Linked DNA regions of Mus musculus: regions 2 and 3 are each linked to region 1. Evidence: chromatin contacts called from public HiChIP or PLAC-seq and promoter capture Hi-C data. All regions are on one chromosome and are shown on one strand. The core of a region is the stretch at or near the end of the contact, and the rest is flanking DNA. Distances in the headings are between cores, read along the strand shown.

Evidence for each region. HiChIP or PLAC-seq counts read pairs in DNA pulled down with a chosen protein or histone mark. Capture Hi-C pulls out chosen DNA fragments and counts their contacts.
Region 2: a contact with region 1 is called in an H3K4me3 HiChIP or PLAC-seq map of bone marrow-derived macrophages, with 5 times the contacts expected there. The contact joins the enhancer-like site here to the promoter of Serhl in region 1. A contact is called at or near these places in 1 of 39 promoter capture datasets (the SN4741 cell line), 2 of 484 Hi-C or Micro-C datasets (cortical neurons and embryonic fibroblasts), 4 of 115 datasets of contacts at active chromatin or transcription factors (bone marrow-derived macrophages, large pre-B cells and pancreatic cancer cells) and 3 of 9 other capture datasets (adipose tissue, liver and pancreatic islet).
Region 3: a contact with region 1 is called in a promoter capture Hi-C map of adipose tissue. The contact joins the promoter of Pacsin2 here to the promoter of Serhl in region 1. A contact is called at or near these places in 1 of 39 promoter capture datasets (pre-B cells), 2 of 115 datasets of contacts at active chromatin or transcription factors (bone marrow-derived macrophages and pancreatic cancer cells) and 2 of 9 other capture datasets (adipose tissue and liver).

Annotation. Positions count from the first base shown.
Region 1 is chr15:83,098,285-83,102,841 of GRCm38.p6, forward strand. It overlaps Serhl (serine hydrolase-like), which reads left to right and starts at 1,921. Exons shown (of 12, transcript NM_023475.3): 1 at 1,921-2,063; 2 at 3,360-3,509; 3 at 3,588-3,701; 4 at 4,015-4,056; 5 at 4,341-4,360. The coding sequence starts at 2,060.
Region 2 is chr15:83,538,041-83,542,597 of GRCm38.p6, forward strand. Bik (BCL2-interacting killer) reads left to right here. Exons shown (of 5, transcript NM_007546.2): 2 at 3,255-3,402. The coding sequence starts at 3,260. It also overlaps the pseudogene Gm46495. Among named protein-coding and RNA genes, the nearest start is that of Bik, 13 kb to the left of the region's middle. Within about 2 kb of position 2,056, at least 27 of the 459 cell types and tissues checked have an H3K27ac peak or open chromatin away from gene starts, as enhancers often do. A contact at or near this core is called in adipose tissue, bone marrow-derived macrophages and pancreatic cancer cells, where this site is marked.
Region 3 is chr15:83,462,834-83,467,390 of GRCm38.p6, forward strand. It overlaps Pacsin2 (protein kinase C and casein kinase substrate in neurons 2), which reads right to left and starts at 1,773. Exons shown (of 11, transcript NM_001159509.1): 1 at 1,626-1,773.

The DNA of each region.
Region 1 (4,557 bases), core at 671-3,170:
AGCTGACTTTGAAACCAAGTCTTGAAAAGAGGGTAGAATTGTCCAGGGTAGAAGGAAGGAATTGTCCAGGGTGGAAGGGGGGGAAAAGGCTCAGAGATATAGACAGCAAGAGTCAGGTGTAGAGAACGGATAGCACAGGAGAGGGAAAGGCCCCCCCCCAACACCATCTAATAGACCGGCAGGAGATCAACCCCCACCCCAGCCCGCAGTGAGAGGCACCCAGATTTTCACACGAGTAAAATAAGAGGTGGGGAAGGGGCTGGTGGCAGCTTGTGGTCGCAGGATAAGCAGGGCAGAATGGAGTCACAGGGACGGAAAGGGAAGAGGTAGATGGAAATGATGGGACACAGATGGATGTGAACATGAGGATGAGACTGAATGGAGGGACAGTGACTGTAGCCATGGACCAGCAGGACAGACAGGAGCCGGCTGAGGTCATGGCTGCTGGAGGGGCTGGTTGAAGCAAGGGAATTTTGAGGTCAAAGGAATGCGAGATGCCAAGTGCAAGTATTGGTAACAATGTGTCACTGGGAAAGATTGGGAAAGGTCCCAGGCTTCCTGGTAGGTGTCTTGTTCCCAGTGGCTCTGAGTGACTGTACTCCGACAGAACTCAGTGAAGACCCTTATCTATCGAGAATCAAAGTGTGTTCTCCACCGATAGATGCCACTGATTGGACCCAACAGAAGTGTTCTCAAAGGGCTGGGGATGTAGCTCAGTTGGTAGAATGTTTGCCTGGCATGCATGCATCCACGTGTTTGACCCCCAGCAGTGCATAAACCAGGCGTGCAACCCCAGTGTTCTGGAGAGGGAGGGAGGCGGCTCAATTCAAGGTCACCCTCAGCTATGGAGTGAGTTCGAACCCTGTCTCCAAAAACCAAAGAATAGAACAGAAAAGCGTGGTGTGTTCCCAGCTCCTAACCTCTGAGTGAAACCACTCAGAAAAGTCCTGTCACAACCAGGCGGCCCCATTTTCCAGCCCCTCATCTACGTTGGCCTATTTTTCAGCCTCAAATTTCTCTCCACAGTGGCTCTGCCCAGCCTCCCCTCCCTCCCCTTACTACAGCCTGTGATGCTCAGGGTTTGCCCTGTCACCCCTTTGGGGAACTCACCACACTGATTCCGCTCAGTGCCCAGGTCTGTGGTTCGCCAGCTACAACAATGATAGGGAATATCTCCCGCTGTTCCAGAGAGCCCACCTGGTAAATTTAAAAGCTCAAGATTTCTGCTTTTAATTTAAAAGGTAGTGCTTGTATGTGTCCATTTTAGGAATGTTTGTGATTGGATTGCTAGGGTTAGCTTTAGGATGAGTTTTGGTCATTGGAGAGTCCTGCAGTGTATTCCAGGCTGGCCTCCAAAAACCCACAGGCCTTTCCCAGCCTCCTGAATGCACCCCGTGCCCACAGTCTGACTCTGAGTTCTTCTCGGGACTGAAACTGTTTTCAGTCCTTCCTTGCCTGGGGATGGTTTCTGCCAGAGCCCTCGCTTTATACATTCATTTATTCATTCAGGCCGTGCAATCAATTATCAAAGCTGGATAGCGCCAGGCACTGCTGAGGGACCGCAGCCACCGTGGGGACACGGTGGGGAGGCATGAAACACTGTGAAACAGTCGTCTCATTTCTGTGGGAATCAGAGAGGATCCTCGAGGGAGCTTTCCTCACTGTGGGGCCACCGGGGCCTTGTCTAGCTCGTGGTAATCATGCGGGGATGCCCAGGTATTGAGCCTGTCAAAGCTTGTCCTCCAGAGACTTACTTCTCTGCTAGCTCTGACACCATCCCACCGTAGCAGCACAGCAATGTGCCAGGAGTTGAGCAGCCCTGAGATCCTCCTGAAAGTCCCGGGCCGGCCGCAGGAAGGCGGGGCCTCGGTGGGCGGTGTCGCTTGAAGGGGCGGGGCTGGCGCTAAAACTGGGGCTAAGGAGACGGAAGCCGGTGGGGACGGGAAGGACCTGGAGGGAAAGTCCTGAGCGGGACGCAAGAGGCGGGGCGTGAGCTTCTGAGTCCTTCCAGTTCCTGTGACCTCCTCAGCGAGGAGTGACAGCCTCACCGACCAGAGCAATGGGTGAAAATGTCCCTCAGGGCCCCTTAGATTGGAGTGGGAAGGGGGAGGCCGACGAGTGCTCCCACTCGCTTACTTGAGCTGGTGGAGTGGACGCTCATCGCCCTCTCCCAGGCTCAGTGGGCAGCACTGGGATCTAGCAGAGCCAGACTCGGGGCTCCTGATGGCCGCTGAGTCCTAGGCTGCTATTTGGGGTTGCTCTTTGGGTCCAACAGCAGCAGAAGGTCAGCTCTGGAGCACATCTGACTTGAAGAGGCCCAGATGGAGCCCTGGAGTCAAGCTGACTCTCTCCCCCTCTCCTTCCTCCCCTTCTCCCTTTCCTGTGCCTCAGTTTCGTGATCTGTGCACTGAGAACAGCAGTGGCCCAACTCTCCAACTCACGGTGTATAGATAGATAGATAGATAGATAGATAGAGTATAAAGTGTCTGGCATCGGCTCCGAAGGTATAGGAAAAGCTGGCCACGGTGATCTCCCAGTTTCGATTTCCAAGGGTTCAGTTTCCTAAGGTCCAAAATGTGAGGGCACAGACCAGTTTTGAGCAGCATGGTACTCTGAGTAGTGTCTTAAAACCCTCAGCCATTTTACTGTATGTAGCTTTAGCTGGCTTGGAACTCCCTAGACCAGCCTATCCTTAAGTGGCCGAAATCCTCCTGCCTCTACCTCCTCAGGACTAGGCTAGGCTTATAGGTGTGATTAATACACTTGGTTCTCATAATAATATTTTAGAGTCAGTGCTGCACAAATTGTAGTATATTTGTTTTATTTTGTTGATTTGAAGTTTTATGAGACAATGTTTTATCGTCTATCCATGTCTACCTTTTAAGGGCTGGGATAACAGGCATGTATAATTATTGTTATAGGTAGCATTCAGTGTATGGGGTCTGTTACTGCTTGAAGTTTCAGGTATCTACAGGGGCTCTTGGAATGGGTCCCATATAGTTATGAGGCATTATTCTCTATTTGCTCCTGTTTAACAGAAAGGGAAACTGAAGATGGAGAGGTTTTAGGCAAGCCAAGGTCATACAGCCCACAAGTGTCAGGGTTCAAGCCGGCAGCCCCCAACCTACTCCTTCCAGTTCTGCCCTAAAAACCAATGAGCTATATCCTGAAAAACCTATTCAGATCTTTCTCATCCAGGGGACCCAAGCTGTCTTTCCCTGTTATCTGGCAATCAGTCTGTCTAAAGCTTAGACATAGGCCAGTAGCTCAGGCGCCTGTGCCTCTTGGTGCACTCATAGGGGCTTAGGAAGTGCCGGATTCCTGGATGCAGGGGTTGACAGACCAGATCTGCCTTGCAGGTTTGCACTCAGAGTTGAAGTTGGCTGTGCCCTGGGGCCACATTGCTCTCAAAGTCTGGGGCTCCCAGAAGAACCCTCCAGTTCTCTGCTTACACGGCTGGCTGGACAACGCCAACTCCTTTGACAGGCTCATTCCTCTTCTTCCCCAAGGTAGGGCCGTGGGCTGAAGGGCCGTGGAGGGGTGACGGCAGCCATGCCGAGCCCCTCTCTTCCTCTTCCCTGCTGCAGACTTCTGTTACATGGCTATGGATTTCGGAGGCCACGGGCTCTCGTCCCATTACAACCCAGGCCTCCCGTACTACCAGCAAAATTTTGTGAGTGAGGTCCGAAGGGTGGCAACAGGTGAGCCAGAGCCCCCATAGTATCTCTCATCCTAGGAGTAGGATGCAGTATCTGGGAGGCAGGACTGGCCTGGGAACGGATACCTGGGGTTTCTGCTTCCGGTTTCCTGGCCCCTGAAAAGAGCCTGCTCTTCCGCTAGGAGCATCCCACAGTGAAGCTAGTGGGTCCTAGTGGGTCTCCTGCAGGGGTCGTGTGGGGGTCAGGGTGGGGCTGCTGCAGGTCTTTGGAGGGAGTCCCAAGCCCCAGGGCACAGGGATAAAGGACAGAGTAAGGCTGGGCTGTGCAAACCTCCTTTCTGCCTTTGTGTTTTCAGCCTTTAAGTGGAATCAGTTCACCCTCCTGGGCCACAGTTTTGGTGAGTCAGCCTAAGGCGGAACCTGAGTTCGGGGGGAGAGCTGTAGGAAAGAGAGAACTTGACACTGTGGTACCTGGTGCCTTTCCCTGCCCCTCTGAGGAGAGGGGTGAGAGAGTCATCTAATGCTTACCGTACAGTTCTAGAGACCGAGTCTCAACTCCATGGTGGGAAAGGAACTAGGGATGGGACACCCCCCCCCCCCCAGGAAAGAGCTTGGGAGGAGGGTACTGGGATCTGGGGAGGGGGGCCACACAGAATGTCACCACTGCTCTTTTGTCTGGCAGGTGGCTGTGTGGGTGGCACGGTGAGTTACTGGCTGGGGACCTTGTGGGGACAAGCAGAAGGTAAGATAGGAAGAGTCCCACACCTCCTTAGCGAGAGTCACTTTCCACACACACTGTGTCCTAGTGAAGGTCCCTTGGAGAGTTTCTGCTGTCCTGACTGTCATCCCCAGGACTCCTAAGACCAGGGTTACTGGGGTCTACAGGCAGGTCTGAGAGG
Region 2 (4,557 bases), core at 806-3,305, 440 kb after region 1:
TCCCTGAAGCCCTGGCTGGACTAGAAAGTACTGGACTGGCCTTGAACTCAAAACAGTCCCTCTGCCTTAGCCCCCTGAAGGCAGAGATTACAAGTGTTTGAGTTGGGCAGTTAAGAGCCCAGATCCACACCATCATTTCCTTGGTGGCAATGGTCTCCGTTTCCTGCTGTACAGAGATGACTGCATCTCATACTTCTCCACCCCGTCTGTCATATGCTCTTGCTTCCTGCAATGCATCACGTCCTACATAGAAATATAGTGGTCCAGGGGACTCTGTACTCCATTATGTGCTCTACATAGCTGAAGTGACCTCCCAGGCCATGGCAACAGTATTCTTCTAAACATCAAAGAGATAAAGGTACTTCTGAACCAGTGCATGCTGGGCCTTCTCCATGTTACCTGCCTCCTGGATTTGTTTGATGGTTGGCTGCTTGACTCCTTCCAGTTGAGCAATTATCAAGTTTTTCAACAGATTCTCCACTAGAGGTACCATGTTTCTTAGTCATATATTGTGACTCGTTTATAGGATAGGTGACAATGATAGTCATCATTGTCACAATGAGTCCTCCTACTGATATTGTACAGAAGGTCTCTGAGGTGATCACATATATTTCTTTGGATAGAAAATACAAGATAAGGGCTGGAGAGATGGCTCAGTGGTTAAGGGTGCTGACTGCTCTTCCAGGGGTCCTGAGTTTAATTCCCAGCAACCACATGGTGGCTCACAACCATCTGTAATGGGATCTGATGCCCTCTTCTGGTGTGTCTGAAGACAGCTACAGTGTACTCATATACTTACTTAAAATAAATAAGTAAATCTTTTTTTAAAGATTTATTTTGTTTATGTATTTATGCTGTCGTGTTGGTGGCAGAAAGTTCTACCTGGGACAGCATGGTCTTTGTAGGTTCCGGCATTGGTCTTTGTGTTCCTGTGAGCTTGGCCTCTGTTCCCTTTCTTCCAACCCTGTGTCCAAATTCTTGGAGACCTCACTGGCCAGACTTGGTCACATGACCAGCATTGCAAGGGATACTGGGCAAGAGAATGTGTGACAGGGTCTTGATGGACCTCAATGAGTGCTGGTGTAGAGGTGTTGTCCTAGCAGGAGTTGAGAGATGGTTAGAGATCAAAATGAAGCCTCTGACAGGAGCTTGAGGGAGAGGGGGCTGCAAAGTACTGTGGGGCAACCTTGGTTTGGAAGATGCCTATGTGGCTACAGGCGTGTTTAAAGGAAAGACTGACCAGCATAGGATCATGGAGGACTCTCATCTTATTTCGCCCATTTGTCATAATTACTCCAGAGCAATAGCAGACATTAAAGGAGGTGGGGAATCCCTTTAATCCCGGCACCAGGTGGCAGGAGCAGACAGATCTCATGTTCAAGGCTAGGCTGGTCTACAGAGAAAGTTCCAGGACATCCAGGCCTACATAAAAAAAGCTAGTCTCAAAGGTGGTGGTGGGGGTGGGGGAGTGTCAAGGGCCTGGGAAGAGGCTCACTGGGGACAAAACCTGGTGACCTCAGTGTGGTTCCTAGAACCCATGTGAAGGCAGAAGGAGAGGACAAGCTCTGCAGAGTTGTCCTCTGACCTCCCCATGGCCAGTGTGGCATGTGTCCCCTTCCATCACACACACACACACACACACACACACACACACACACACACACACTGAGACTAAGAAAAGAATAAGTAAAGAAGGAATGAGGCTGTAGGTGTGGCCCAGTGGCACACACAGCCCTGTCCTGCGTGAGGTTCAAGTTCTGCCCCCAGTGGCACACACGGCCCTGTCTTGCGTGAGGTTCAGGTTCCGCCCTCAGGGATGAAAACAGTGAAACCCGCTAGTTGTGTTCTTCATAAAGTCAGGGCGAAGGAGTCGCTCTCCTTGGGAACTCACTTCAGTCTCTTTGTGGGCAGGGGTGCCTGGGCTTTCCTCTGTCCCCAAGGACAGAGCTGGGGTCCTTAGTATCTTCACTTCAGAGACCCAGGACTTGGTGATTTGCTGAGGCACACAGCCTGCGTGGAGGACTCTGGAAGGGCTGGGGGGAGGAGGAGTCGGGGAGAGTTGGATGACGGCCCAAGCAGCTCAGAGGAAATGGCCACAGAGGCAAGAAGGTTATTCTTAGATATGGGGCAGCAGAGTCTGACATATTTCCCCTGCCCTCATTACAGGGGACATGGTTCATGTTTCTGTCATAGATGGTCAAAGACAGAAAAGTGACAGTCACTTTTTCTACCTCATGGGAGCCTTCAGGCATGAAGACCTGGAGACATGAAGAACTTTTGTATATACACATGTTTTATGTGTGGGTATGCATGCATGTGTGTGTATATACACGTGTGTGCACACATGTAGAGGGCAAAGGTCAACATTGCTGTTCCCCCAGGAGCCATCCACCTTGGGTCCCCTCCCCCCGAAGATTTGATAATTGTATGTTGTATGCATATGTGTGTGTGTGAGAGTGTGGGTGCCCTTGGAGGGTGAAAGAGGGCTCTGAGCCCCTCCACCTGGAGTTTATAAGGGGTTGCGAACTGCCGATGTGGATTCTGGGAATGGAACTCTGTTCCTCGGCAAGAGTGGTACACACTGTCTCTACCTGATTAACCCGTCCCTCCAGACGTGACTTGGGTTTCTGAGACAGGATCTGGAAACTGGGACTCACTGATGAAATTGGGCTGGCTGGTCAGCAAGCCCCATGGACTCTGTTCTCAGCTCCACAGTCCTGGGGTTCCAGGCATGTAGTGCTGCACACAGCTCCTCCAGAGTCCTGCCTTGCATTCTGGAGATCTTAAGTCAAGTCCTCATGCTTGCATGGTAAGGACAAGCTTTTCTCCCAGCCCTTGGAGAAACTTGGTTTGATGCTCAGGTCTGCTACGGGGCAGTGGTGTGTAGAGCTATGGCTGGGCAAACAGCATTAGCAGGCTCTGGACAGACTGGGGTGGGGCTAGTGGGGAGTCTATTCAGAGTCTTTGAACGTCCTGATCTTCAAGGGACCAGGAAAGAGGACCAGAATCTTGTTGAAGCTTGGTGGCCTGCTTTGGGAAAGATAGCCCAGCTTATGTGAGCAGCCTGGATGGAAGCATCTCTGGTTTTTGTGACTCATTCTGGGACAGAGGAGGGTCAGGAACACTCATATACCAAGGCCTTGTAGTTCCCGGGGGCTTTCTGTGCCCCACATACCAAGCACTTACTATGGTCTGTAGCCACCGGTGCATAGTTCTGGAGATCTAGTCACGCTCTGCCTTATTTTATCCCACAGAACACATGTCGGAGGCGAGACTTATGGCCAGAGACGTCATCAAGACTGTTCCACACGACCAGGTCCCCCAACCTCCAGTGGCCTCTGAGACTCCCAGCATGAAGGAGCCTGTGAGAGACGTGGACCTCATGGAGTGCGTGGAAGGCAGGTAGGGCCTGACTGGACTCTCCACTGGACATGGGTTGGAACAGCACCTTCTATATAGAGGAGTGGGGGGAAGGGGAGTGGGGAGATAACAGGGCAAGGAGCTCCTGGAGGTCCCCCCACCCACACAGGGCTCCAGTGTGTTTCCTGGGTGTCGGGACCAGCACAATGCAGCCTGAACCTGGGCCATCTGGTTTCACTAGTAGAGGGCTTATCTGTTGTTGCCTCTGTGTCCAGAAGGCCAAGTCCCTCCCTGCTCAGGCTCTGAGACCCATCCTTCATTTCCCAGCAGAAAGAGAGAGCAGCCATACTGGCCAGGGCGAGTCCTTCTGCACATAGGCAGGTCAGCACAGGCTCTTCACGTGTACCCTCAGCTTCAGGGTTCTCTGCCACTCTGGTTGTGGAATCAGTGTCGCCTCACTTTCTGCTCCATTCCTGAGTGGAATGAAGCCGGGGACAGTGTTTTCCTGGGGGGTCTCTCAGGGAATAGGCGGGACTAAATCCGCTCAACTCGGTTGCCAGGCGACCTTCCAGGTTCCTTGAACCCTTGTGACCATCAGAATCAGGAAGAAACCTAGGACACTGGGTGTGTGGAACAGGTGGCTCTGGAGATGCCCTCTGTAGGGACTTTCCAGTGAGCTGCTGTGTCGCTGGTGTGGAATGTGTGGGCAAACCCCAGGAAGGGCTTAGCCAGGCTGGTTTCAGTGTGTGTGTGTGTGTGTGTGTGTGTGTGTGTGTGTGTGTGTGTGTGTTTGTGTGTGTATTCACCACACAAGTGTGTCTCCTGTTTCAATGGAGACTTTTTATTGTTTTTAAAAGATTTATTTTATGTGCATGAGTGCTTGCCTGCACGTATGTCTGTGCCCTTCGTACATCCCTGGTGCCTGCAGTACTCAGAGGAGGACGCTGTAGCCCTTGGAACTGAAATTACAGGTGGCTGTAAACAATCATGTCGTCTGCCTGAGCAACAAGTACCTTAGCTGCTGAGCTACCTCTCCAGCCCCTGAGATTTTCTTTAAATTGAAGGCACGTGCTACCAGTGTAGATGGTGGAGGGAATTGAATTTGGTTTACTGCTCTCCATCTGGAGAAGGTGCAGGCACCAGTGTTCTGAGACTGGGAACCAGGGACAGGTCTCCGGGAGCAGGATAGACTGAGAC
Region 3 (4,557 bases), core at 523-3,022, 360 kb after region 1:
TCAGGTAAAAGAAAAGAATAAAAAGATTAAGGGTGGCCAGGTACGGTGTAATACACCTTCAATCTCAGCCCTCAAGAGGCAGGGGCAGGCAGATCTCTGAAAAGTCCAAGCCAACCTGGCCTACTCAGTGAGACCCTGCGTCCAAAACAAACCCCTTAAAACTAAGGGCAACCCCCTATCTTCCCCCTAGAAATGCCTGGCCATTAGAAACCTGTACTGGCACTGAGGACTACGGAAAAGCCAATGGCACCTCTCTCTACCAGACAACATGGAAACTTAGATGTGTTTCTTACATACACACACTTTTACACTAATTATTATGGTTGGAAATAACAAACCCTAGCTCCCCAAACAGCATGAACTAAAATACCATTTCTAGTCCAATGAGTCTTTAAAAATCCTGCACAGAGAGAGCAGATCTAATCAGTCAGCTACTCCTCTGTGCTCAGCTACTTTCCCAAGTAATAAATATCCATCAGCCCAATGATCAGTTTCTTTAAAGCCTCTAAACTGCACACATCACACAAGTTTTTCATGTAGTGGCCTCACGGCTAAAGTAGCATAGCTTCACCAAGGAGACTGCCAAACTCTACAGTTCAGTGTAAATGCACAGACTAGAGTGTTCCAGGAAAGTCAGGAGAACCCCCAACTACGCTAACTCTCAAATCCGGACTTCTGTGGAAAAGTGAATCTGAGCGCCCAGGGACGGAAGAGGGAGGCTAACACAGAACCCAGTTCACCTGGCTGATCCCTTCACCAGGGGCTCCAAGCTGACAATCCCAGAGGTGCAAGACCAGAACTTAAGCAAAGTGGAAAACCTGCAGGGGGTAGGAAGGTGTGAGCTCACGTCCACAACTCGGGATTAAATAGATTTACATCAGGACAGTGCAGAAGTGTTTTTGCTAAACCGCTAATGAGTAGCCCTGGAGACTGTCAGCAACCTACTCCCCCTTCATCACTAAACCTAAGGACAGCTGCGGTCAAGGGAAGCCGACAAGGGCCAGGGATGGTGCACACAGCCCGGACCAAAACTATCTTCCCTCAAGGGGCCAACAAGAACGCAGCACCCCTGGGGCGTGTCTACTTCCAGGTCTAACCTCTAAGGCCTTGAGATCCCTAGCCAGCTCCTCTGGATCCACTCCTGGAAAAAAAGAAAAGTGGACCTTCTCAGAGGGGGTCCGCAAGCCTGGGGTCTTTGGGAAGAGAAGAGAACGCGGCTCTAGAGCCCCCACGGGAGGTAGGAGGGAATTGACGATTCGGATCCACTGAGTCTCGAAAACTATGAAAGTCAAAAAGGACAGCATGCAGCCTTTCCTGTCTCGCCTCACACCCCTAGTTCGTGTTCACCGGTCAGGCTTGGCTCTCACCACGGCGGTCACAGAGTGTGGGGAGGACGGAAATGGAAGGCAAGAGTCTGCAAAGCGCCCCATGAGTGCGTCCGCGTGGGACTCGTCCGCTCCGGCCGCCCTTCGGGCCTCCCGGGCTCCGCCCGCCGGCGCGTGGCCCCCCGCGCGCGGACTAGAAGTTTCGAGCGGCGCGGCCCCGCGCGCTCGGCCCCAGCGCGGCCTGACAGGGGTAGGCGCGGCCACCGACCCGTGTCCCAACCGTCGCGGCGCACCCCTCACCTCGGCCGCCGTTCGCCTCGGGTCCCACTGAGCACGCCGCCCCGGCCGGGCTGCGACTCCGACCCCTTCCCGTTCCGCTCCAACCGAGCTCCCCGGCCCTGCCCAGACCCGCCGCAGCCGCTTCTGCCGCCAGCCGCGACCGCGCCGCCCCCGCCGCGCCCGCTGTGCTCGCCCTATTGGTTGCCTGCATCCAGACCCCGCCCTTCGGCCCAGCGGCGCTCCAGATTGGATAGTCTAAAGCGGAGGCGGCACGCCCCCCCAGAAGCTAAAGGAACTACCTTGGGCTAGCATTAGCGGCCTTTCCTGTCAGTCAAACGAGGAGCTACTACTTAAGCCGCTGAGAGGCCAACACGGGTCACTCCCTGGGAGACGCCCAAAGGACCGGGACTAAAGGACTTTTTTTTAAAGTGGGCCAGAGTTTTGTGGTTTCCCTAGCACCCAGAACAACTGCGGTCCCTGATCTATAATTCAGATAAGGTGGACTTTGAGAAAGTTTCCTCGGATCTGGAGAAATTGCTACTTTTCTAGAGGACCCGGATTCCATTCCAAGTACCTAGTACGTAGAGGCTTACCCTGATCTGAAATTCCAGTTGGAGGGTTATCTGTCTGACGCCCTCTTCTGGCCTTTGTTGGTACCAGGCACGCACGAGGTACAGACATGCTAACACTCATACACACAATTTTTTTTTTTTTTTAAAGAAAGTTTCCTCCAAGCCAGGGATGGTGGCGCACGCGTTTAATCCCAGCACTCAGGAGGCAGAGGCAGGTGGATCTCTGCGTTCATGGCCACTGTGGTCTACATAGTGTGTTACAGGCTAACCAAAAACACAAAAAAGAAGAGGAAGTGGGGTGGAGAGACTTCCCTCCAGAGGATGCCGATATGGCCATCAGAGCACCAGACAATATACAGACTTTCTGCTTCTCACATAGCGCTGCCAGATAGGAGGTTGGCCCTATGAGCAAAGAGAAATAATGAGCCAAAACGGCTAATACCTCGCTGAGCACTACCTCACACAGTCCCGGCCAGGAGGACAGTAAGCGATGCGTGGGTGAGGGTCTGAGAAACTGACAGCAGGTAACTTTCTGGGAACTGTATGGAGTAAAGAGTAAATGGTGGCAGACAGTGGCTAGTGTCTGTAATCCCAGTACTCAAGAGGCGGATACAGGAGAATGGCTGAGAGCTCCAGGCAGCCTACGCAACCGAGTAATTGGAAGAAAGAAAGAAAAAAAGGTAAGGTCAGCCTGGAATATATAGTAAGACCCTGCCTCAACCTCCCTGCAAACAAAACAAAACAGAAAAGGCAGATGTAGTAGGTAGCACTTGGAAGGTAGAACAGGAGGGTCAGGAGTTCAAGGTCATCCCCAGCTACACAGGAAGTCCAGTTTTCAGGCTGGACATAGTGGTACCTGCCTGTAATCTCAGCATTTAGGAGGTAGAGGCAGAAAGATCAGGAATTCACAGTCATCCTCAACTGCATAGAGAGTTCAGGTCAGCCTAAGCTATATGAGACCTTGCCCCTCCCCCACCCAGAAAATATAAAATAACCTCCCCCACTCATATCCTTACAGTGACCAACATTTTCAATATGTATTTATTTATGTATTTATTTAATTACCCAGAGGCTAGCTGTATTGCCTGTAAAATACCCTTTTAACAATGATGTCTGTGACTCCTTCAAGAAAAAAAAAATCATCTCAGTAATTCCAATGTCTAGAAGTAGAGATAGCCAGGCATGGTGGTACATGCCTTTAATCCCAGCTCTCAGGAGGCAGAGGCTGGCAGAGCTCTGTGAGTTCAAGTCCAGCCTGGTTTGCATAGTGAGATTCAGGACAGCCAAGGCTACATATCCAGACTCTGTCTCAACAAAACAAAACAAAAGAATACAAGGTGGGGGGGAGCAGCTGGCAAGTGTTCGGTGAACCTAGCAAAGACAAGGGGCAACAATATCAAACACAGTGACATTTTTACTGTCCCAAGGTGGATAGAATATGACAGAGAGCAAAGACCTCCCAGAAAGCAATGAGCTCTACAGGGAGAAAGAAAGGGGTTCCTCTCCACTGGAGCACTTCAGGCATGCAAGAATCGAGGAGATATGGTAGGGAGGGTTGCTTGGCAGCAAATGGCCACTCCACCCTGCAAGTTCCTTCCCTTCTTTGGGGCTTGATTTTCTCCACTTTAAAACAGAAGTCCAGGAAAGACCAGGACTAGTGAGCCTGCCGGGCTCTCAGGGTGGCCAGTGGCTGCTGACCTTGTCTCAGGGTCTCTCTCGTCGATGAAACTGCTTCCACTTGTATTTATTTTCCTTATTTATTTTGTTTGAGGCAGGGTCTCACTACAGACCAGGCTGGCTTCAAACTCACAAGAGACCTACCTCCTATGTGCTGGAAGTGAAAGGCTTGCACTACCAAGCTCCACTAAGCTTTCATTTCTCAGTTGGGATTAGCATGCAGGAGAGACGGTTCTGTGGGTAAAGTACTTATGGCACCAACATGAAGACCCGAGTTCCGATTCCCAGAAACCGGGTAAAAAGCTAGAGTAGCATGCATGTATAATGCAAATGCTGGGGGGAGTTTCTAGCCAGGCAGCCTAACTGACAGGAAAAGTTCCAGGTTCATTGAAAGACTCTGTCTCAAATAAATAAATAAATAAATAAATAAATAAATAAATAACTTGGGACAGTCATAGAGGAAGATACCCAAAGTTAATCTCATGGCCTCTGTACATGCACTAAACACACACACACACACACACACACACACACACACACACACACACACACAATTGGAGGGTATGGCTCACTTCACAAGACCCTGGGATCCATTTCCGGCACCATCCAAACGAGTCATTAAGTTTGGAGACACCAAAAAACGTTAACTGTTGGGGCCAGAAGAACACATTCCTGGATCTACCTAGGAATGAAGCGAACTGCTG